2 separate regions of the Triticum aestivum genome follow, and region 2 is linked to region 1. Evidence: chromatin contacts called from public Hi-C data. All regions are on one chromosome and are shown on one strand. The core of a region is the stretch at or near the end of the contact, and the rest is flanking DNA. Distances in the headings are between cores, read along the strand shown. Region 1 holds the start of LOC123181953 (BI1-like protein). Region 2 holds the start of LOC123181954.

What was found. Hi-C and Micro-C count contacts between places; a contact is called where the count stands out from the background.
Region 2: a contact with region 1 is called in a Hi-C map of leaf, with 7 times the contacts expected there. The contact joins the promoter of LOC123181954 here to the promoter of LOC123181953 in region 1. A contact is called at or near these places in 3 of 5 Hi-C or Micro-C datasets (all in leaf).

The regions. Positions count from the first base shown.
Region 1 is chr1D:345,572,499-345,578,103 of IWGSC CS RefSeq v2.1, reverse strand. It overlaps LOC123181953 (BI1-like protein), which reads left to right and starts at 2,047. Exons shown (of 4, transcript XM_044594375.1): 1 at 2,047-2,457; 2 at 4,741-4,854; 3 at 4,935-5,092; 4 at 5,205-5,605. The coding sequence starts at 2,148. The coding sequence ends at 5,411.
Region 2 is chr1D:346,068,876-346,074,480 of IWGSC CS RefSeq v2.1, reverse strand. It overlaps LOC123181954, which reads left to right and starts at 2,038. Exons shown (of 6, transcript XM_044594376.1): 1 at 2,038-2,059; 2 at 2,149-2,336; 3 at 2,427-2,476; 4 at 2,550-2,667; 5 at 2,989-3,378; 6 at 3,450-5,605. The coding sequence starts at 3,530. It overlaps LOC123181955 (putative disease resistance protein RGA1), which reads right to left and starts at 2,528. Exons shown (of 3, transcript XM_044594380.1): 1 at 1-2,528. The coding sequence starts at 2,528.

The sequences.
Region 1 (5,605 bases), core at 798-3,297:
TCCAGTCCACCCTAGGTCTTGGAAAGCAACATCATCAACAACCTCTCTGAAGGCTCGCATTTGCCATTCCGGTCGGGCCGATCGACTAAAATGCTCATCACCATACAGAGTCTCGTTGAAATCACCCATGCATAGCCATCCAGCATGCGGCAATGCATACAGGGTTCTTAGAAAGCGCCAACTATGGTGTCTATTCTCAGCTCTAGGTGCTCCATAGAAACCCGTGAATCTCCACTCTAGGGAGTTTTGATCCTTCATCCGCACCATTTATCAATATGGACGGAACTATAATTTTTCAACTGAACATCATATTCCTTGGACCAGAAAAGACCTATACCACCACTTAGTCCTTCACTGTCCACAGCAAAGCATCCCGCGAAACCTAGTTGGTGACGCAGATCTTCTACTCTTTTCGCCCTGATTTTAGTCTCCATAACAAACAGCAGGGCAGGAACTTCTTGCTTCACAATGCCGCGAAGCTCACGAACCGCCTCAGGGTTCCTAAGCCTCCAGCAGTTCCATCTCAAACAATTCATTGCGACCGGCAGGGCTGCAACGCAGCCTCTGCCGAATTTTCAGGTGTAGGTTTCTTTTTCTTAGTGTCCCGTACAAGCTCTTCCTCCTCTTCATGAGAAGTATGTCCATCACCCTCCATTACCTTACCAGCCAGATGATCAGTGTGTACGGAGCTGTTACCATCGGTAAGGAGAAGCTGACGACTTGCTACTGGCCGATACACTTGTTTTGGCGCCTCTTTCCTCTTATTATTCTGTGATCTATTTTTCAGTGGAGAGTTCACCTCCACTTGTTCCTTGCCAACAGTAGTTGAATTCCGGGACTCCCTCTGGCTGCTCATGTGTGCGTGCTATTCTTTCGATGTGTCGTCGCCAGATGTCGTCCTTCTTTTATCCTCTGGTGCCCTTAACTTAGGGCCAAACTGCAGTTCTCCTTTCTCATCCCCAGGTCCTGGGTTGGGGCAAAAAGGGTCGTGACCTAGACGGCCGCAAGAGAAGCAAGAGTGTGGCACTTGCTCGTATTGTATGTCATATAGATCAGTTTTGCCCCTCTTGGCTGATTCGATCAAGATCCACCTCCCCAATGGCTTCTTGACGTCAATAGAGACTCTCGCACGCAAATATCCACCAACATGATCAAACTGAATAGAAGTGGCTGCCTTATCAATTTGCTGCGCAATCAATTTTCCCCATGTATCGTTTCGCAGATTGCATGGGAGATTTGGAACCCTAGCCCATAAGCTGAGCCGGTTAAACTAAACCTCATCAGGTCTCATGCAATCCTCAAACTCAGCCAATATGACGGCATTTTTGTTGATATGCCAAGGTGAACCTTCCCAAATCCTTTCGCGATCGCGCTGGGATTCGAATTCTGCCACAAAGGTGTTCTCTCCTATCGATCGGAATTGGAGTCCCATAGGGTTTCCCCACGCCGACCGAAGTGCATTGGTTATGGTCTGAATATGGAGGAGATTCCGATGCAAGACCCTGCCCGCCAAGAGCCACTTTTTCGGTTTCCCTTCTTCCCTATCATCAATCACCAGCGGTGTCGCCTCCTCGTCGGTGATCCCTAGTTTCCTGAGTTTCTCCTCGAGCAAGACCCTAGCCGTTCGTGGGGAGGCTGGATCCGCTGCCCGATGATCGCCGCTGGCTGATGCAGACATCTTCTAGCGGAATCCAGGGGCGCAACGCCGTGAAGATCCGGCGTACGCCGTCGAGTTCCGCTCGAAACCCTACTCGCCAGAGGTTTTTAGGTCTCACGGAAAAAAGCGAGGGTGCCAGGTTTCTGAGGGGAAAAACTTACACACACATACGAGTAAACAAGTGTACAGTACATGTATTTAGGACTAACTTGACACTCATCGATTAATCATTTGTGGTGTATTTTACTCTTTTTAGGCAAAAAATAATTTTCAAGAAAAAATAACATGCCAAATTGGGCCCACAGGGCAGAAAAGTTCGGCACCACCCACGAGTACGCGTAGCGCTAGCGAATAGATATACACACACACAGCACCATTTCTCCCCGAAGAAAAAACAAATCTATATAGTATCCCCAATTCGCCGCCCATCGAACAAACCGCGTCCCAACCGAAATCCCCAATTCCCCACCCCAGAGCGTCGGCGAGAGAGATGGCGTCGGCGACGGAGATGCAGCCGCTGGCACCGTCGGGCTACCGCCGGGCGCCGGAGATGAAGGAGAAGGTGGAGGCGTCGTCGATCGACCTGGAGGCGGGGAACGGGGAGACGCTCTACCCGGGGATCTCGCGCGGGGAGAACGCCCTCCGCTGGGGCTTCATCCGCAAGGTCTACGGCATCCTCTGCGCGCAGCTGGTCCTCACCACCGTCGTCTCCGCCATCACCGTCTTCCACCCCACCCTCAACGCCACGCTCTCCAACTCGCCCGTCCTCGCGCTCGTGCTCGCTGTCCTCCCCTTCATCCGTAAGTGCTCTAGTTTTCTCTCCCGTCTGGTGCCATCCTTGACCTTGTCGTGGCGCGTTTATTCTGTGATGAATCTGACGACACCTAGAAATTCGTTGACCTCGCCTCAATTAGCAGTTTGCTTGACCCGTTGGTTGTAGGACGCCCAGCTGTTCGAATCAACAGCGTAGATCGTGGATCTAGCTAGTTCAAGATGCAATAGTTTGATCCAGTGGATTTGGGTTACAAATTTTAGTTACATTATATGTGTTTTTCTTCTTTCCAAATCGAATTGTGAATTAAGATGAAGCCGTTCATAATCAGCAAGCAACGAATCCATGGTGATATACATGCAATAGGAATAATGCTGAAACTGTTACCATGCCCTTAATAACATGATATATGTATTCTAGTTTGACTGTAGTTGTGTGCAACGGGCCTATATGAAGGGTTATATGCACCTGTGGTTTGCCTCCACGACATAGGGCCTGAAGACATCAGAGTTTCTTCAGACAACTTAATGTGGAGTCGAGTTTGGAGTGTAGCCAGCAGGACAGGGTTCTAAATAGACGCCTTGATGGTTGCCACCACTCAAGGTAGCCACTATATGGATATACATCAAATGTCAAGGTTTAGTAGGCCTTGGTACTCCCTCCGTCCGGAAATATTTGTCGGAGAAATGGATGTATCTAGATGCATTTTAGTTCTAGCATTGTTTTAATGGCGTATTGTGTTTTATGGCGAGCGACCCCCTTTACAGCATTATAGCGACGATATAGCGACGCCATAAAGGTATTGCGATCCTGGGTCTGTATGGCGATTGACCCCCTTCACACCTGTATATCGTCACTATAGCGACAAGATACGGACGCCTTTAAAACAATGAGCTCTAGATACATCCATTTTTATCCATTTCTCCGACAAGTATTTTCAGACGGAGGGAGTATCAGTTTAGCATGCCTTGAGGTGCGGTAAAGGCCTTCATAGCGACCAGAGTTTTTTGTTCAATTTGTTTCCTTGATAAAATAATTGGCTTCCCCAACAACCTAATTGACAGCACAAAACATGGATGGGATAGTGTTTACACTTTGACTCAAATGAAAGTGAGCTGGGGGACTTGGTACTTGATGACCATTCTGATAGTGTTGGCCATGTTGGAAGTGAGAGAGACTAGAAAGTTTGGGACCGACTATAAGTCAGGTACCTGAAAATGAAAGTCCATCAGTCACTTTCAACCAGAGCCGTTAGATCTTCATCCAACGATCGAAAACAGATCCGTCACGCACTGTTCATTTTCTACCTCCCTCTCTTCTTCCTCGTGACGCCGCCGGCCTGCCCCGCCCTAACCGCCGGCCTCCACCACCCGCGGCCGGCGGGCGCTACTGCGCACCGCCTTGCCGCCCCGCCCTCCCCTCAATCTCCCCGTGCCAGAAGGAAGAAGGTGACTGACGCTAGAGAAATTTTCAGGTACCTGAGAAATAGCAAAACCGAGAAAGTTTTAGTTTACTACTCCCTCCGATCCAAAATAAGTGTCGCAGTTTTGAACTAAGGTTGAACTAAGGGAGTAGTAGTTTGTGTTGATAGTTAGTGTGACATGGATGCAAGTAGAGATAGTATTGTATTTGAGGAACTGTAATAGGTACTAATTTTCCTGTATAGCTCTGTTTCTGTCTGTCCGTGTAGGTTATGATGCAGGTAAAGATGTTTTGGTCTCATATTGTTTGGCTGTTTAGTTCCTTTCATCATTAGAAAGTTGAAGCTAGTAGTGACTAAATTCTTATCAATGTCCTATGTGAAACAATCTATGATACATGTATAACAAATTGATCAGTTGTGTGTTTTCTCTCTAGTTCATATTCCCCACAAATATTACATTTTGAAGTTACTGAACCACTTTCAGCAATAGCAGTTATCTCCGTAGGTGTATATAAATTGCGAACATTTATTTGTTGTGAAATTTTCTTATTTGAGCAAACTGATTCTTGGTAAAATCATACTTACACCATCAAATTAGACACAAATATGATAAAGTCCTAATGATTAATATTTAGTCCAGTAGGATATGGAGAAATACTTTGGCAGGAGTCTCAAGTCTCAGAACATAGAGTGCAAGAGAATAGAAATTCTGCCTGTGTTAGTATTTCCAGCAGCATCAATCCATCACACTGAAGCACTCCCAGACCCCTTCCCCTGGACCATCTTTTGAGTTCTGAGAGAATGCTGATCAGATGACAGTCCATTGTTGTTATTTTGTATCAGAAGATATTTTTTTCCTAACAGCTAATTTTGTGATATTTGTTGCAGTGATGATCCCATTGTACATCTATCAGCACAGACACCCTCACAATCTTGCTATCTTGGGTTTGTTCACTCTGTGCTTGAGCTTCAGCATTGGTGTGGCTTGTGCAAACACTGAAGGTTCGTTTCTTTCATATAATTGTTTTCATTGTCTTCTTGCTTTAGACTAGTTTTATTAAATGCTCACTTGTATGTTGCAGGAACTATTGTGCTTCAAGCATTGGTACTGACCTCAGCTGTGGTTGTCTCTCTGACTGCATACACATTCTGGGCCGCAAAGAAGGGCAAGGAATTTAGTTACCTTGGACCATTTCTGTTTTCTGCTCTCACCATCCTGGTCGTGATAAGCTTTACCCAGGTAACATGCATGATGAACTTTGGAAAATATCGTTTAACTGACTCGCATAGAAGCATTCCGGTTGTACATTCCACTAGTCGTAACCCTTGTGCCGCAAAATGCTGTGTTCCAGATCTTCTTCCCATTCGGACCTGCATCGAATGCTGTGATTGGCGGGTTTGGAGCTCTAGTCTTCTCAGGCTTCATCGTCTACGACACTGAGAACTTGATAAAGCGCCACACTTACGACGAGTACATCTGGGCGTCTGTTGAGCTTTACCTCGACATCCTCAACCTCTTCCTGACCATCCTACAGATGCTCAGGCAGAATGACAACTGATGGGTCCTGTCTGAACCACCAGGACCTTGTGCCAACCCAGGCATATGTCCAACATTTATCAAGTCTTTTGAATTGCTATCTACATAACTCGGAAGACATGGTAGTGAGTTTTTGCCATCATCCAGAGATGAGGCCAAAGTACAACCATATGTATAGGTGTTCTACTGTGAGTTTATGTGCCTGAGTGTTGTTAA
Region 2 (5,605 bases), core at 789-3,288, 500 kb before region 1:
CATGCCAGATTAACCAACTTGATATCAGTAAGTGAGTTTAGGTAAGGTACGCCACTGTTTATCCATGATGGAAGTTTCCTTCCTGGATAGGAAAATAACTGTAACACTTTCAAACCACGGCGTGGTTTCAGATGTTCAAGTATTTCTTGTGCTCTCGAGCTAGTTTCAGGATCTGTGCAATCTCCAGTCCAACTCAATGCCAGTGACTCAAGCTTGTGTTTGTCTTGCAGGATTACATTTCTGGCATCAGCAGAAGAAGAATTTTCCATGTTCTGGACACCGAGTTCCTTCAAATAAACTAAAGGACGTAACTCTGAGATGGTATGTTTGGGAGTTTCTGCTGCAATGTACCTTGGCAATATCTTGATGCTTGTGAGTTGGTTCATCTGACGAGGCATTTGAGTTAGTAAAGGACATTCAAGAATGTTCAGGCACGTAAGACTTCTCAAGTTTTTCATGCCTTTGGGTAATACAGCAAGGTAGTGACAGCCTTCAAGGTTTAGAGTATGTAGATTCACAAGGTTGCTTATTGCTTCATGCAAGCCAAGAAGTTTTTCACAGTGAGACAGGTCCAGCATCTGCAAGGATTGCATCTTTCCAACTGATTCTGGCAGTTCAATGATCTCATTTTGTGAAAGATTCAAGTGGGTCAAGAATCGAAGGTTGCTAACTGAATCTGGTACAATCTCAATATCATTGTGAGAAAGATTGATATAGGTTAGATTCTGTAACATATCAATTAACCTAGGAATCCTTTTGATCCTGCAAGATTGCATATGCAGTACACGCAGAGCTATCAGACGTTGGCAAAACTCTGCTGGGATATCGGTGATTGCGCACTTGTTCTCAGACAAAAGCATATTTTCATCTCTGAGCAATATTAGGGTCCTCAAACTTTCCAATTCAAACAATTCTGGTGGAAGCTTACTTGTTTCACAATCAACAAGTAAGGAGAGGCACCTGGCATCACATGAAGGCCAAATTATTTCCTTTCTAGCATCTATTGCTAAGTGGAATCCCCGACTAATCCTTTGTGCAAGAAGTTGCATCCCAGGATGCATCTTGTAAACAGTGTTTCCTCTGTGTCGAGATTTCTGGACTACACCATAGAAGTGTTCTGTCATTATCTTGGAGAAGTAGAGATGCATGTCAGATTTGCTGCTTATCAGTTTTATGAGCTCATCAGCAACAAACATGTCAGTCAGTTGTTCAGGTGTAAAGCTATGAACTAGGAGCAGTGAGCAGTAAAGAAAGCATTGCTGGATGCTTGGAGGGAGATGTTGGTAGCTGACATAAGCCGCATCCAACAAAAGACGGTCTGCATAGAAGACGAGATCAAATCTGCTCAGGACATGCTGCCAAGCGACCTGAGTTTTCCGTATGCTCTTCAGCTTGTTTGATGCGCTGAGTAGTAACGAGGGCACGCCAGCACATGTTTCAGCAATCATTTTTCTGATTGGAATGAGCCGTGGTGGCAACTCTGCAGGATTTTGCATCCATTGTGTGAGCAGACTTGAAGAATGAGCTGGCAAGAGACACTGTAAGGTGTATGGTTTGAGGGACTTGGTCAATGTTACAACATCAGGGATGCGACTAGTGACAATCATCTTGCTTCCGGGCTTTCCAGCACTATCAAGGACTTCCATCAGCTCCTGCCATTTCTTCCGATCCTGATCCCACGCATCATCCAGTACAATGAAAAATCTCTGCCCACTGAGTTTCTCTTTGACAAGGTACTTCAGTTTCACGGAGTCCTCCTGCTCTATCATTTCTTCTTCTGGCGAATCACTTGTGCTACACTGCTGGGTGGTTAGAACTTGTGCTATTCTACTCAATATCACCATGGTGTTAAACTCACGAGGTACCGAAACCCAAATCCGATCATCACCAAAGGTATCAACAACCCATGGATGCCAGAATACTAGCTGAGCGAGGGTAGTCTTCCCGATTCCAGCCATTCCCGTTATGGGGAGAATTGACAAGCCGGGTGTGCTGTCATCAGTTTGCATCATTCTTAGGACATCGTCCAATTCTCTCTCTCTACCAAGTACACCTTCAGGTTTGCCACATGTTCTCTGGCAACTCATAGCTTCCTGGATATCTGTATGTTTGGCTGGAAGTCTGATTCTATATGTTTGTGCATAGCAGTTTTTCAAGCTAGCTACTGCCTCTCTTATCTTATTGACACGGCGAAAATGGAACCTCCGAAAGATGGGCGAGCTGCATACCTGATGAAATGAGAAAATGCCCCCCTTTTTTCTCAGATGGCGAGAGATCCTATTCAGCGCGTCATCAGTATCAAGTGTGAGAGACCAGAGCCTCTGCAGAAGCTGGAGGTACTGCTCGTTGTTGACGTTGATCATAAGAACTGCACTCTCATCGATGCGACTGATCCTCCAATGGATCATCCTGAAATGTGTCTGCAGGTCCTGAAGTAGGCTTCCAATGCCAAGCAACCGGCCCACCTCCAGGACAGGTTCCGATTTCAGCTTTTCCACCATTGCATGTAGCAGATGCTCCACTGACATGGTTTTTCTCTTCTATCCTAGACTTCTTTCTGAGAAATATGATTGCCTTCAACTATGCCCGCACTTGGAAGGAGAATATTTATTTTGAAGAGCAAGATCTGGAGGACTTTTTCCTCGTCATGAACTTGCCTTTCTTTAGGTGGGCTTGTTGACTACCTGTGCATTTTTTTTCATTTTTCTTATTTAGGCACATTACTAGGAAACTTCGTGGATTTTTCTTAGGTCACTACAGTTTTCTTCCATCTGCCATTAAAACTTAGTTTTGTAATGGGTGGCAGGGGTCAGTGCTGTACTGTTGGAACGTCACTGTCTCACAGCTGTCTTTTTTCCTACACCGTTGGGTCATTAAATTTTCCTTCCTACAGTCATCGGAATTTAATTTTGTATATGTGGTGGGCCTTAGTGATGTGCTGTTGGAACGTCACTGTCTCACTGATGCCTTTGTTTGAAATATGGGCAGGTATTCTATGGTAACTTATGGTTATTTATTTATTTGTGGCATATTTTTCGACGATTGGATCAGTGTAGAATCAGACACAAGCACATCCCAAAGCTTATCCAAAGGCCAGGAAACCTGACAGAGTTAACCGGCAACTTACAAATAGCAAACCTGGTTAAATATTACTAGTACAGTTTCCTTGGAGTTTCCAATTGACATGTTCTCAGTCCACAAGTAAGACTTGGCAGTTGTCATTATAATACTTCTGAAAGATTCTTGGGTAGGAACCTGCCGTGCAGTTTCCTGGTTCCCATCTTGCAAATTCTGCTTATTGGTACTGCAAGCTGAACTTCGCCATGGTTTGCAGAACAATAAACTTGAGAAGATCTGTCGTGCTGTAAAACAACTGAGGTACTTGTGCTATTTATTGAAGCTTCCATTGGTCTCCAGCATATCACTAATCAGTTCTGGTTGTCCTGCAGAAAGATTACCAGCTGTTTCTTTCCAGATCATATTTGTTTGATCATACTTTTAATCTTCAGTACTGGTTCCATCAGTCGTTATGCTTGTCAACCAAAGCATCGAGGAAGATGTGTTTGAGCCAATGGTTTCGCGTGTTACTGAAATTGGACGCCGCTTCTTTGGGATAGTGAGCTCATCTGAAAATGACGGAAGGGGTCCTACAATGCATGAACTTCCAGAAAAGATCAGATGGGAAGTGCAACATCTCGAAGATGTGTTTGAGGGGATCATGGAAGACAAGGAGGGGGTCTGTGAGAGCGTTAGGTCTGTTAGCAAGGCAGTTTTTAAGTGGCAAAGAAGTTTGGGAGTAACATACCGGAATGCATCTGGAGCTCCTGAACCTTTGGAGGTAATGAAATGGGCAGTTGAGCATCAAGAGGGGTGGGTTGAGGATGGTACCACATCAGTAGCCAGTACTGAGACACTGTCTTTTGATGAAAATGAGCTTTTTGAATCACTTCGAGACCTTAAGACCGCAGAAGGTGGCTCAGAAGCTCGTCTCCTGGATGGCATCAGGAGTGGGATGCAGTGCATCAACGATGTTCTTGCCACCGTTCGATCAAGAATGGAAGCAGCCAACGGGAGCTTGCGTATTGTAGACCATGTCTTCTCCCCAGTATTGAAACTTATAAAAACCATTGATCATCTAGTATCAGCAGCTACTGATGGCGGAGACAAATCTGAGAACTATAAGTTGCTTGCCAAGATTGATGGCCAAGTAAAATGCTTGCAGGATGCACTACATGTGATTGATATAAATAAGAGAGAGGTTGATGAAAGCTTTAGAACAATGGAAGCTCTCATCGAGCCACTATTGTCACGCCTTAAAGACACTTGCAATGTTCAATTGGAACCTTCGAGCTTCCAAGATGAGATCAATGTCAAAGACGGCATTGATCACTTGGTACATGTACTTGACATGATTGAGAAAAAGAAGCAGGATGGAAATGCTAACTTCAGCATTGTCAATGCAGCCTTCTCGCCGTTATTGACATGTTTGAACACCATCAGGCACCTCTCATTAGAAGCCTTAGCCCATGAAGACAAATCAGGTGCTTTTATTCTCTTGGGCAATATCAGCGATGAGTTGTCACAGCTCAAAGATGTACTCCAGAAGGTCCAGGAGAATGAAAAAGGGATATACAGTAACTTTGATGCCATTGAGCAACATCTTGATGATCTTTTTGAGGGGCCTATGATAGATGCTGAAGGCTCCTTAAAACTTCAGCAGATGGGTGGCCTGCGAGAAAAGCTCTGTGCGATTAATAAAGAGATATCAAATATATGGGGAAAGGTGGATGACTCTTTCAACGTCCAGGATGTCTCCATCAGATCGATGGCTGCAAGGCATGAAGCTTCATCTTCTCGTCCATTGATGCCAGCAGCAGATAAATTCAACATTAACAGGGAAAGTGTGCAGATGTGGAAGCTGAAGGATAGCATTAATGGACTGGAGACGAGGTTGAGACAGTGCCTTTTGTGCCTTGCTGTGTTCCCAGAGGATGCAGTCATCAAGAAGAGGCTGCTAATTCATTGGTGGATTGGAGAAGGCTTTGTGAGTTCAGTTTCCGAGGGGAAGAATGTTTTTAATGAGCTGCTTATCACCAAGGGATTCATTAAGCCAGTTAAGAAATACCACTGCAACAAAGTCCACGGGTGCAAGGTGCAACCGTCGATCCGTGCGCTACTGATTGAAGCTGCAAAGAGCGCAGCATTTGTTGAGCTCAATTCTGACGGCAGCTCCAAGAATGACTTCACCAGAACCCGGCGTGCATGTCTGCAGGATGGGAAGATCCTTACCAGTTTCCATCGCGATGCGCTGACAATCTACAATATTAAACAACAGTATCTGGAGTTAGACAAGACATGGTTTTCCGGAAAGACATGTTTGAGCACTGTGCAGTTAGGACGATGGCAGGATTCAGATTATGACCCTCGGGCGCATCACGTAGAGTTGAACAATGCTGAGTTCCTAAAGCAGGTCAAGTCATGCAAGCAATTGAAGTACCTGAGCTTCAGAGGGATATCGAGAATCGAGGCCCTTCCAACCTCGATTGGAAAGCTCACAAGACTTGTCATCCTTGATCTCAAAGCATGCCATAATCTGGAGGATCTA